Linked DNA regions of Sus scrofa: regions 2 and 3 are each linked to region 1. A link is a contact called in public Hi-C and promoter capture Hi-C data. All regions are on one chromosome and are shown on one strand. The core of a region is the stretch at or near the end of the contact, and the rest is flanking DNA. Distances in the headings are between cores, read along the strand shown.

The links. Promoter capture Hi-C pulls out the DNA fragments that hold promoters and counts their contacts. Hi-C and Micro-C count contacts between places; a contact is called where the count stands out from the background.
Region 2: a Hi-C map of liver shows a contact between it and region 1, with 2.8 times the contacts expected there. The contact joins the promoter of DDHD2 here to the promoter of ASH2L in region 1. A contact is called at or near these places in 6 of 47 Hi-C or Micro-C datasets (alveolar macrophages, blood, fetal skeletal muscle and 2 more) and 1 of 2 datasets of contacts at active chromatin or transcription factors (alveolar macrophages).
Region 3: a contact with region 1 is called in a promoter capture Hi-C map of liver, with 2.1 times the contacts expected there. The contact joins the promoter of LSM1 here to the promoter of ASH2L in region 1. A contact is called at or near these places in 1 of 5 promoter capture datasets (liver), 7 of 47 Hi-C or Micro-C datasets (blood, embryonic fibroblasts, epiblast stem cells and 2 more) and 1 of 2 datasets of contacts at active chromatin or transcription factors (skeletal muscle).

What each region holds. Positions count from the first base shown.
Region 1 is chr15:48,415,677-48,419,054 of Sscrofa11.1, reverse strand. It overlaps ASH2L (ASH2 like histone lysine methyltransferase complex subunit), which reads left to right and starts at 1,528. Exons shown (of 16, transcript NM_001243568.1): 1 at 1,528-1,733; 2 at 2,375-2,441; 3 at 2,842-2,987. The coding sequence starts at 1,546.
Region 2 is chr15:48,290,702-48,294,079 of Sscrofa11.1, reverse strand. It overlaps DDHD2 (phospholipase DDHD2), which reads left to right and starts at 1,679. Exons shown (of 16, transcript XR_002339364.1): 1 at 1,679-1,944; 2 at 3,202-3,378.
Region 3 is chr15:48,346,891-48,350,268 of Sscrofa11.1, reverse strand. It overlaps LSM1 (U6 snRNA-associated Sm-like protein LSm1), which reads right to left and starts at 1,616. Exons shown (of 4, transcript XM_005671778.3): 1 at 1,175-1,616. The coding sequence starts at 1,220. It overlaps BAG4 (BAG family molecular chaperone regulator 4), which reads left to right and starts at 1,459. Exons shown (of 5, transcript XM_013984080.2): 1 at 1,459-2,033. The coding sequence starts at 1,764.

The DNA of each region.
Region 1 (3,378 bases), core at 279-2,778:
TTGGTAAAATGGAAAAAGGTGTATTAGGCAACTAGAAATTCTCATACTAAGTGAAATTAAGTCAGAAAGATAAATACACTTGTGATATCACCTACATGTGTAATCTAAAATGTGGCACAAGTGAACCTATCTACAGAATTAAAACACTCAAACTAGGAGAACAGATTTGCAGTTGCCAAGGAGGAGGGAGTGGGATGGACTGGGAGTTTAGAGTTAGTAGATGAAAACTATTACATTTAGAATGGATAAGCAATAAGGTCCTGCCGTACAACACAGGGAACTTTATTCAATCTCTTATGATAGACCATAATGGAAGATAATATGAGGAAATACATATGTATGACTGGGTCACTTTGCTATACAGCAGAAATGGACACACTGTAAATCGACTATAATAAAATTAAAAAAAATAGGAGTTCCCATTGTGGTGCAGTGAAAATAAAGCCTACTAGTATCTGAGGACGCCGGCTCAGTCTCTGGTCTCACTCAGTGGGTGGGGGATCCAGCGTTTGGTGTAAGTCTGTAGGTCGCAGACGCAGCTCAGATCCTGCTTTGCTCTGGCTGTGGCAGAGGCCGGCAGCTGTAGCTCCCATTTCACCCCTAGCCTGACAACTCAATATGCTGCACCAGAAGCCCTAAAAGGCAAAACAAACAACCCAACAAGCAGAAAATAAAGGTGTATTAAGATATAAACAATGACTTCCTGAAAACTGTCCTGGCCCTAATACTTCCAGGAGTTTGTATTCTCAAGCTTGGGGACCATGGCTCCGAATGCTTCCACTTACTCCAATGATCTCATCTACCTGCATTGTTGTTGACTGCTCAGGTTCTTACCTTTAGTCCACACCTGTTCCTTTCTCTAAAGACCAAGCTTCTCTAAACTCTCAAGTCCTCCAGCACTCGGGCTTCATCTTCCTTCTCTCACAGTATTAAGGAGCTTGCAGCTTCTAGAACACACACTGCGTTCCACCTCTTCGCCTGGAGACTCCATTCACATCCCCTCCCCAGCACTCGCCTGTGTAGCTGGGGCTCTGGATTCAGCCTGTCTAGGCTTCCATCTCTAGACATCACCTGGAAACCCGCTCAAAGTGGCAGATCACTAGGGCAGTACAACTAACTACTTCGGGGCGGGAAGACGTTTCCCACATTTTAACCGTGAAGAACGTTTGCACTGCACACCACAGCGTTCAAAGTCCCTAGGCTGCCAGCGCTCTCAAAGGCGCATCAATCACACGGTAGCTTCCTTTCTTAGAACCGAAAAGGGGCAGCGCCCACCCTGGAAATAAAGTGCATCGTAGACGAAATCCCAGTGGTCAACACGCCTCCTCCGCCCAACACCTGGCGGGGTGTGTCGGTGGCTTAGGAGCCCCGAGGTCCCGCCCATCTCTGCCTGCCCGCCGATCTTAAAGCGGGCTGGGAGAGCGCCTTCCCTAGGCAGGCGGTGGACCCACAGAAAGCCTTTACTATTTGAGGGTTAGAGGGCAGATCAGCAACTCGCGCGAGACCCACATAGTAATCTCGCGAGAAGTCTGGAAGGCGGCAGGGATGGCGGCGGCGGGAACTGGACCCGGCCCGGGAGTGGGTGCAGGAACCGGCCCAACAGCGGCCGTAAATGCAACACCGGCAGAAGAAGGGGAGACGAAGCCGGTAGCAGCGGTAGCAGCCGCTCCGGCTGGCGAGGGGACGTCTGTTACTCCAGCCGCGGAGCCAGTGTCGGGAGAGGCGGAAAGCGGGTGAGACGTCCTGCGGCCCGAGGAGCACAGGGGGAGGGAGACCCGCCCCTCTCGGAATCCCGCGGCTCCTGGGAGCCCTCCTGTCCGCCCCCACCGAACCTAGGCCTTGCGGCCAACGGCTCCCCCTGTCCGCTCTGGGACCTTAGTCCCGCCCGCCATTTGACCCGTCCCTTCTGAACTGCATCTCAGACTACGCCCCTTTCCTCACCTTTCGAGCCAGGTTTCTTGTACCTCCCGGCCCTAGCACCCCGGCAGGGGCCTGGTAATTCACTGTAATAGCCGGAACCCTTCACAAATCCCGGAGAGGAAACCACTTTTGCATTGCCAGACTGGAGGAAGTAATGGTCCTTCTGAAAACTGTGATGAAGAGCTGCATCTCTACGAACCTCCCCCAGGACCGATTCCACTCCGTGTAGAATTTCTGTAGGGATCGATTAGGTTTCCCTGTGCCCGGTGGGCTTGCGTCCAACTTGGCCACATTCTTCCCAACCCTGGGCATCCAGTCTGAGAACAAGCTTGGCTGAAAAAGGTGTAGGACTGTGAAATTCAGCTGTAGTTGAATCAACATCTTTGGGAGTAGGCGTTTTTGGGTTTGTTTCTCTTGAAAATTCAGTGCTTGAGTGCTTTCCTTATCTCAACAGGGATGCAAACTCGGTTGATGTAAGTGGTGGCTTGGAGACGGAATCCTCTAATGGAAAAGATACACTAGTAAGTATTTGTTTTGGCACGTTTGCAGGGCAAAACAGTTGGTTTTTATTTTTTACTTAAAAATTTTTTTTTTCATTTTAAGGCCACAGCTGCGGCATATAGAAGTTCGCAGGCTAGGGGTCAAATCAGAGCTACAGCTGCCAGCCTATGACACAGCCACAGCAACGCAAGATCCAAGCTGTGTCGGTGACCTACACCACAGCTCATAGCAACGTGGGATCCTTAACTCACAGAGCGGGGCCAGGGATCGAACCCACATCCTCACAGATACTATTCGGGTTTTTACCGCTGAACCAGAATGGGAACTCCCATTGTGGAAGTTGGTTTTTTGAAGTTTTCAAGCAAATCAAAATACCATTAGGTTAGTTAACTTGATTCTGTAATGGCTCTGCGGACACAGGAAGGTGCTGGGGATACTTCAGAGGTGATGGATACTCAGGCGGGCTCCGTGGATGAAGAGAATGGCCGGCAATTGGGAGAGGTGGAGCTACAGTGTGGAATATGTACAAAGTGGTTCACAGCAGACACGTTCGGCATAGATACCTCGTGAGTATTTCTTACAGTCTTTGTAAAAATTGCTTTGTAAGATGCTAGATTTCGACCTGTTCAGCACCTGAATGGTTTGTTTGTGGGCAAATGTAAATGCGTAGTATTTCCTTTGTCACCTGAACCCTGTTAAGTGAATACTTGGGTTTGAGTCAGGAACTGCTTTAAACTCTGAGCATGTTTTCTGTCTACTGAAGGCATAGCAATTTTTTGTTTTGGTTTCTTTCGTTCTTTTTTGGCCTCTCCCACAGCATGTGGGATGTGGAAGATCCCTGGTCAGGGTTCGAACCCAAGCCATAGCAGCAACATGAGCCGCTGCAGTGACACTGCCAAATCCTTAACCCTCTTCGCCACGAGGAATTCCTTTTGGTTTCCAATTCCTTCCCTTTAG
Region 2 (3,378 bases), core at 430-2,929, 130 kb after region 1:
ATACACTTGTGGGTAATTGTGTGTGGTTTTTATTTTTATTTTATTTTTTGTCTTTTTACCTTTTCTAGGGGCACACCTTCGGCATATGGAGGTTCCCAGGCTAGGGGTCTAATCAGAGCTGTTGCTGCCAGCCTACGCCACGGCCACAGCAACGCCAGATCCAAGCCGAGTCTGTGACCTACACCACAACTCATGGCAATGCCGGATCCTTAACCCACTGAGTGAGGCCAGGGATCGAACCTGCAACCCCATGGTTCCTAGTCAGATTCGTTTCTGCTGCACCACGACAGGATCTCCTGTGTGTGGTTTTTAAACGGTGAAAGAATTAAGGTGTTAGAAAAATTCCTTTAGTTTCCTTTTTCTCAGCTTTTGCAGAAATAAAACTTCCATTTTCAGCATTCCGTGAACCCCGCCCTGTAATATAGTTAGAAAATAGGGAAGCATTTTATTGCATGCCCTAAAGGAATTGAGGCCTTCCAGAAAACTGTATACTCAGGAGAGCTGGGCAGGTCTACCAATCAGGAAATTCATTTAAACTCTTCAGTTATGTTATTTCTTTTTTTCTTCTTAGGGTGGCACCCGTGACATATGGAAGTTCCCAGGCTAGGGGTCTAATACGAGCTACAGCTGCCGGCCTACGCCACAGCCACAACAACGCAGGATCCCAGCAGAGTCTGTGACCTATACCACAGCTCACCCCAACGCGGGATCCTTAACCCACTGAGCGAGCCCACTGATCGAAACCGCATCCTCATGGATCCTAGTCAGGTTCGTTAACCGCTGAGCCACTACGGGAACTCCCCAGTTATCTTATTTGGACAAAAGTATTTCCTCCTGGGGAGTTCCCGTCGTGGCGCAGTGGTTAACGAATCCGACTAGGAACCATGAGGTTGCGGGTTCGGTCCCTGCCCCTGCTCAGTGGGTTAACGATCCGGCGTTGCCGTGAGCTGTGGTGTAGGTTGCAGACATGGCTCGGATCCCGCGTTGCTGTGGCTCTGGCGTAGGCCGGTGGCTACAGTTCCGATTCGACCCCTAGCCTGGGAACCTCCATATGCCGCGGGAGCGGCCCAAAGAAATAGCAAAAAGACAAAAAAAAAAAAAAAAAAAAAAAAAAGTATTTCCTCCTAAACCGCCCTTGCGGCTTTTAAATCCTGCCAAGCTCACCGCTACATCTTCCAGAGATAAATCTTTTTGGCAGCCTCTAAATCTTAATAAACGCAAAGGGGAAGGGGCAAAGCCCCAGTGACAAGACACTTTTTCTTTGCAAATGCCAATGTCCTCAGCACCCTGAAGTGGAGGTCTGGCAGGATGGAGCTGTTGCTAGCGCCCCGGCCTACTTCTCATCAGGGGTTGTGACATCCCCGTGTCCTCGCACTATCCCGCCCATTAGTAGGGTTAGCCAGGGTACCACAGACTCAGGGGGTCTGTTTCCTCATCTACTAGGTGAGGAGGCTGGGCTGGTCATCTTGAAGAAGATTGCCTTCATCGAAATTATGCTCCCCACCTATAATGTCTCATTCCCCATCCCTGCCTTACAAAGACCTCCGTCCTCGCGGAGTCCCCGTGCATTGGCTGCAGGTGGAGGGCACGCTGCACGCACCACCCGCGTGCCCAGTGCTCCGGCCGCCTGCCCTCTAGGAGGACCAGATCTCGCGCGATTCCCTCCACCTCTCGCGACACTTCCCGCCAGTTCCCCTGCGGGCCTCCACGCCCCACCCGCCGCCGCCTCGACCGGGAGCTACATGTCACTTCACCTTTGCTTTTAGTAGCCCTGCAGGAGCGCTCGCACGCTGGGAGCGCGGTGGAGCTCAGAGTTGGGCGCGAGCCCGGCGGGGCCGCAGGCTCCGCCCTGCCCCGCCCGGGCTCGGGGGAAGGCCTCCGCAGGGACATGTCCTGCCCCCTTCGGCGAGGGCAGGAAAGAGTGAAAGGCTGCGGAGCTGTTAGGTGAGTCCGTGGCAGCGCGTTAGGGGCGGCGGCCTGGCCAAGGGCTCAGACCCAGGTGCGTGTTGGAGGCACTGCAGGATGGAGGTGCCAGCAGCGGAGGAGGACGCGCTGCCCAAGGCGGGGAAGGGGGCTGGGAGGACCAGTCCCGGCGGGGTGAGGTGACCTCGACTCCAGGGGCACGACAGGCCGCCTTTTGTATCCACTGCGCCCGAAGGCAAAGAGAAATTACTTCGTTTGCAATCGAGGCTCCAGCCCTCCTTGCGGGGCTTGGAGGAGGGAGGGGGAGACGCGTTCTCAAGCTCCGAGGTCCCTGATCTGGGCTGCATGAGGCCAGGGGCCACGGGGAAAAAGGAGCACGCAAGGTAGAGAAGGTAAATTCATGCTGGGAAAAAAGATAAAGTAGCGGAAGCCTGGAGAGCGTCCGCTCAAGAGGCCGTGTGTTTGCGGTCCAGCTGCGCAGGCTGCGGAGATAGCAACTATCTTGTCCACTCTCCTAGTGGGGAGGCTGGGTTTACTTTTGATGTCTGCAGTGTTAGTGTCTGCCGAGTGGTCAGAGTGTTGAAAGGATAGAAACACACAGGTCAGAGTCTTCCTTGAGGGAAGGAAGCTGTTGAGGTCACTTGTTACTTTTCATCTGGGACTTGGACGGTGGGAGTGGGTCAGTGCATGCGCGCAGGGGCCCCAAGCAAGCGTTTGTGATTTCAGAATTTGTAAGGTAGTTCCTATTTAAGCACTCTACAAGAACCAGTTCTTAAGTGGATAGTTTTATTTTCGGTATTGTAAGATTTGAGTAGTCATGTAAATATGTAATGACAGGGGCCTGGAGCCTAAAACCAGGTGTTAAGACTTTGTTAGAGTAAATTTTTTTGCCTCTGACAGTAGACTTAGATTTGAAATTGGGGTAAAGTGGGGTTTTTTTGTTGGTGGTGGTTTGTTTTTTTGCAATCAAGAGTTTGATCAGGTGTTTCTTGTGATTCTGGTTTTGTTTAATTAAAACCATGTAGTTTTCTGAGAGAACTGGGAAATCACTACAGAGTGGTTGGTCTAACAATAAGAAGCATTTTGTTTAAAACCTCTCCCCTAAAAAAAAAAAAAAAAATCCAGCTGTTATTTCTGTTATGTTATTTCTATTTCAAATTGTGTAGCCTCCTTAGATTTTTCTTTCAGAAGTGACTCCTTAAAATGACCAGTTGTGTGTCTTTGAACAACTGTTAATAGAAGGAAACATTTTTATGATAATTTTCCTTTGTCTTTTAGAGAACGAAATGTCATCAGTGGAATCACACCAGGAACAATTGTCCCAGTCAGATCCATCCCCATCACCAAACTCATGTAGTTCCTTTGAGCTAATAGACATGGATGCCAGCAGTTTGTATGAACCAGTTTCTCCTCATTGGTTTTACTGTAAGATAATAGATTCTAAGGAGACATGGA
Region 3 (3,378 bases), core at 367-2,866, 69 kb after region 1:
TATGAATTTGGTCCAACCTACACTACATTTTCCTTTAATAGCAAAATCACTAATTTGGATTTTAAAAATAATTTCAGATGATAGAGAATATAATCATAAACTCATTCTTTAATTTGCATACTTAGTAACTGTAGAGATTGTTGTAACTTGTTTGGAGCTGTATGCAAACTGTTTTGCAACTACTACAAGTTAATGAGACGGAGTTCCCATTGTGGCTCAGCAGTAATGAAACCAACTAGTATCCATGAAAACTCAGGTTCGATCCTTGATCAGTGGGTTAACGATCTGGTGGTGCGATGAGCTGTGGTGTAGGTCACAGACGTGGCTGGGACCCAGAGTTGCTGTCGCATAGGCCAGCAGCTACAGCTCTGATTCGACCCCTAGCCTGGGAACTTCCACATGCCATGGTGCCGCCCTAAAAAGCAAAACAAGACAGATCACAGGACTGAAACAATTTATTAAAATTTGCTTGAGGAATAATCCACGAATGAGAGTCTGGAAAAGACAGGACAGCTATAGAGGACTAAACTTCTCTTCAGGATGGTGACTAGGAATAAGGTAGGTCGTCTAAATAAAAACCAAAGAAAACTGTCTAACAAGAAAAAAACAAGTTTTTGGTCCTTCTGGAAAAGTCAAGCCTTGTCTGGCAGTAGTCTCTACTATCATAATCTGAAAATCTAAAGACCCTCAACGGTAAAAGAAGACTGCAAAAGGCGACGCAGCATAAAGCCTATGCTTAGTGCTAATTAAGTCCAATTACTGTTGTATTCGTATTTTCGTTTCTCGATGCATCCCTTCCTTAAGAATTCTCATCCATCCACCAGTAACCACCTGGGACTCGAAATCCCGCAGGTGGGAGATGATGGGCCCGGGAGGCGGCAACTTTCATGTTTGGGCCTCAGCAGCCGCATCCCTGAAAAGCAGAAATGGATTCGACAGCTTGCCGGAGGACTGGTGCAGGCTGTAAGAGATAGGATACAGGTAGGAGGCGGGCAAACAGCGTGTCACAAGGCTCCTCCCTCCTGCAAAGGACGCTAACGCCGCACGTCCAGAACAGCACTAAAAAGACACCGCCCCCTGGCCCGGACTCATTCTAGGACCTGCCTCCAAAAAGCATCCTCCCGGCAGGAAGAGTCTCACCCCAGACTTCACTCGGAGGAGCCGAACTACTCACTGTCGATGTCCTCGATGAGGCTAGCGGTGCCGGGCATATAGTTCATTTTGAGTTGAAATGAGGCGCAACGTATAGCGGTGGTGGGCCAACTCGTCCAACACTTCCTTCTTCCTACCGCAGTCGCCGCCTCGGCGGCACCGGGACAAGAACCCGGACCCAGAGTAGCACCTCCGGCCCGGCTTTCAGCCGCCGGGGCCTGCCGGAAACGTCGCCATATTACTCCCACCCACTTCCGGCATCACGTGCCGGTGCTCAGGAAGAGGCGGGACCGTAGTGAGGTCCCGAGGCACCCTTTCCACGTCCTTGACAAGAGGGGAAGAGAAACCTAGATTGGATACGTAGTGGGGAAATGCGTTCTCCCTTTTAAGGTACACGGTGGCGCCCCTTGCTGTCCTGCTTCCTAGACCCCAGAGTCACCGACCTCAGTCCTTCAACTCTCAAGAATCTGAGGCCGAGGGGGCGGGACCCGGCCTGGGATTGGCTGTTGCTGGCCGACCCCCTTCCCTGCGGTCCACTTGCGTTCTCCGGCTGGCGTCTGCGCAATGGACCGGCCGTGGGGGGCGGGAAGCACTTGGGGGCAGTGGAGCCCATGTCGGCCTTGAGGCGCTCGGGCTACGGCCCCGGTGACGGTCCGTCTTATGGCCGCTACTACGGGCCTGGGGGTGGAGATGTGCCCGTGCACCCCCCTCCGCCCATATATCCTCCCCGCCCCGAACCTCCCCAGCCTCCTGTTTCTTGGCGGGTACGCGGGGGCGGCCAGGCTGAGACCACCTGGCCGGGAGAAGGGGGAGGAGGAGATGGCTACTATCCCTCTGGAGGCGTCTGGTCGGAGCCAGGTCGAGCTGGAGGAAGCCACCAGGTAAGCTTTGCGCTGTCTGTCCCGGGGTGGGGTAGGGGACGGCAATAGGGGAGTCTTTGGAGGTGAGGGTTATTGGGTTTGATACACCTCCAAGAGTTCGTAATGAATTGGGTTTCATGTGTTTTCCTTATGGGGGGGTGGAGAGACAGAAACTAGGATCGTAGGTGGGGGCTATGCTTGTTTTCTCTTTGCCTCTTTTTTACTTCAACCATAGTAAATGTCTTAGCATGAAAAAGGGGAAAAAGATCCTGCGCTGACCTGCTGAGCTGAGTAGCGGGCTGCGAATCTCGCCTGGGAACGGTGTTGGGCTGGAGGGATCCGGGTCTGCTTTTCGAGTCCTGACAATTTATCCTGCGTGGCTCATCAGGTCGGCCCTCCCCAAGAAGGGAGGTGGCTGCAGCACCCTCCGTCCCTTAGCAACCCCTCCCCCTGGGAAGGAACGTGAAGGAAGGGGAGGGATCTGGGCGTTTAGCTCTTTGCCCTTTTAACGCTTTGCCCGACATTGAATCACGCATAATCAATGTTGGAAAGCAGCTTTCCGTGGATTGTTTTATTTCATCTTAAGGGTGACTGCCGCGTAAATGTCATCACATCTTCTCTGTTTTACGATGAAAGAACCGTTGACCGTGAAGGGTTAACTCACTCAGTATATTTGAACCTATAATGTCTTGTTCCTTGTAGTCGTGCGGAAATACAGTTGTTTTGTTATGCAGTATGCTTCGCAGAGAATTAATCGTTATCTGGTGGGGGCACTCCTATCCTTTTCTTCAGGAAATGTAACATCCTCATTGGTTGAAAATGTAATAATGAAATTCCCATACATTGCTGGTGGGAACATAAAATGGTTCAGTGCTTTGGAAAACAGTTTGGAAGTCCCTCAAAACGTTAAGCATACTGTTGGGATCTTACTCAGCAAGTCTGCTCCTTGTTATACACCCAAGAGAACTAAAAACATGTCCACGTATAAACTTGTACACGTGAGATTCATAGTAGCATTATTCATAATAGCCAAAAGGGAAAATATTCCAAATGCCCATCAACTGATGGATAGATAAAATCTGACATATTCATACAATGAATGGGAAGAAATGGGAAGAAATGAAGTACCTTCTACAACATGGATGAACCTTGAAAATATGCTACATGAACGAAGACAAACATTAAACATTGTGTGATTCCATTTATATGAAATATCCAGAATGGGCAAGTCTGTACAAATATATGTCATTGTCAGGGGTTGGAGGCCTGGAGACATTGGGGAAGATAGTTAAAGGGTATGGGGTTTCTTTTGGGGATGATGAAAATATTTTGGAATTAGATTGTAAATGAAGATTGCACAGCTCTG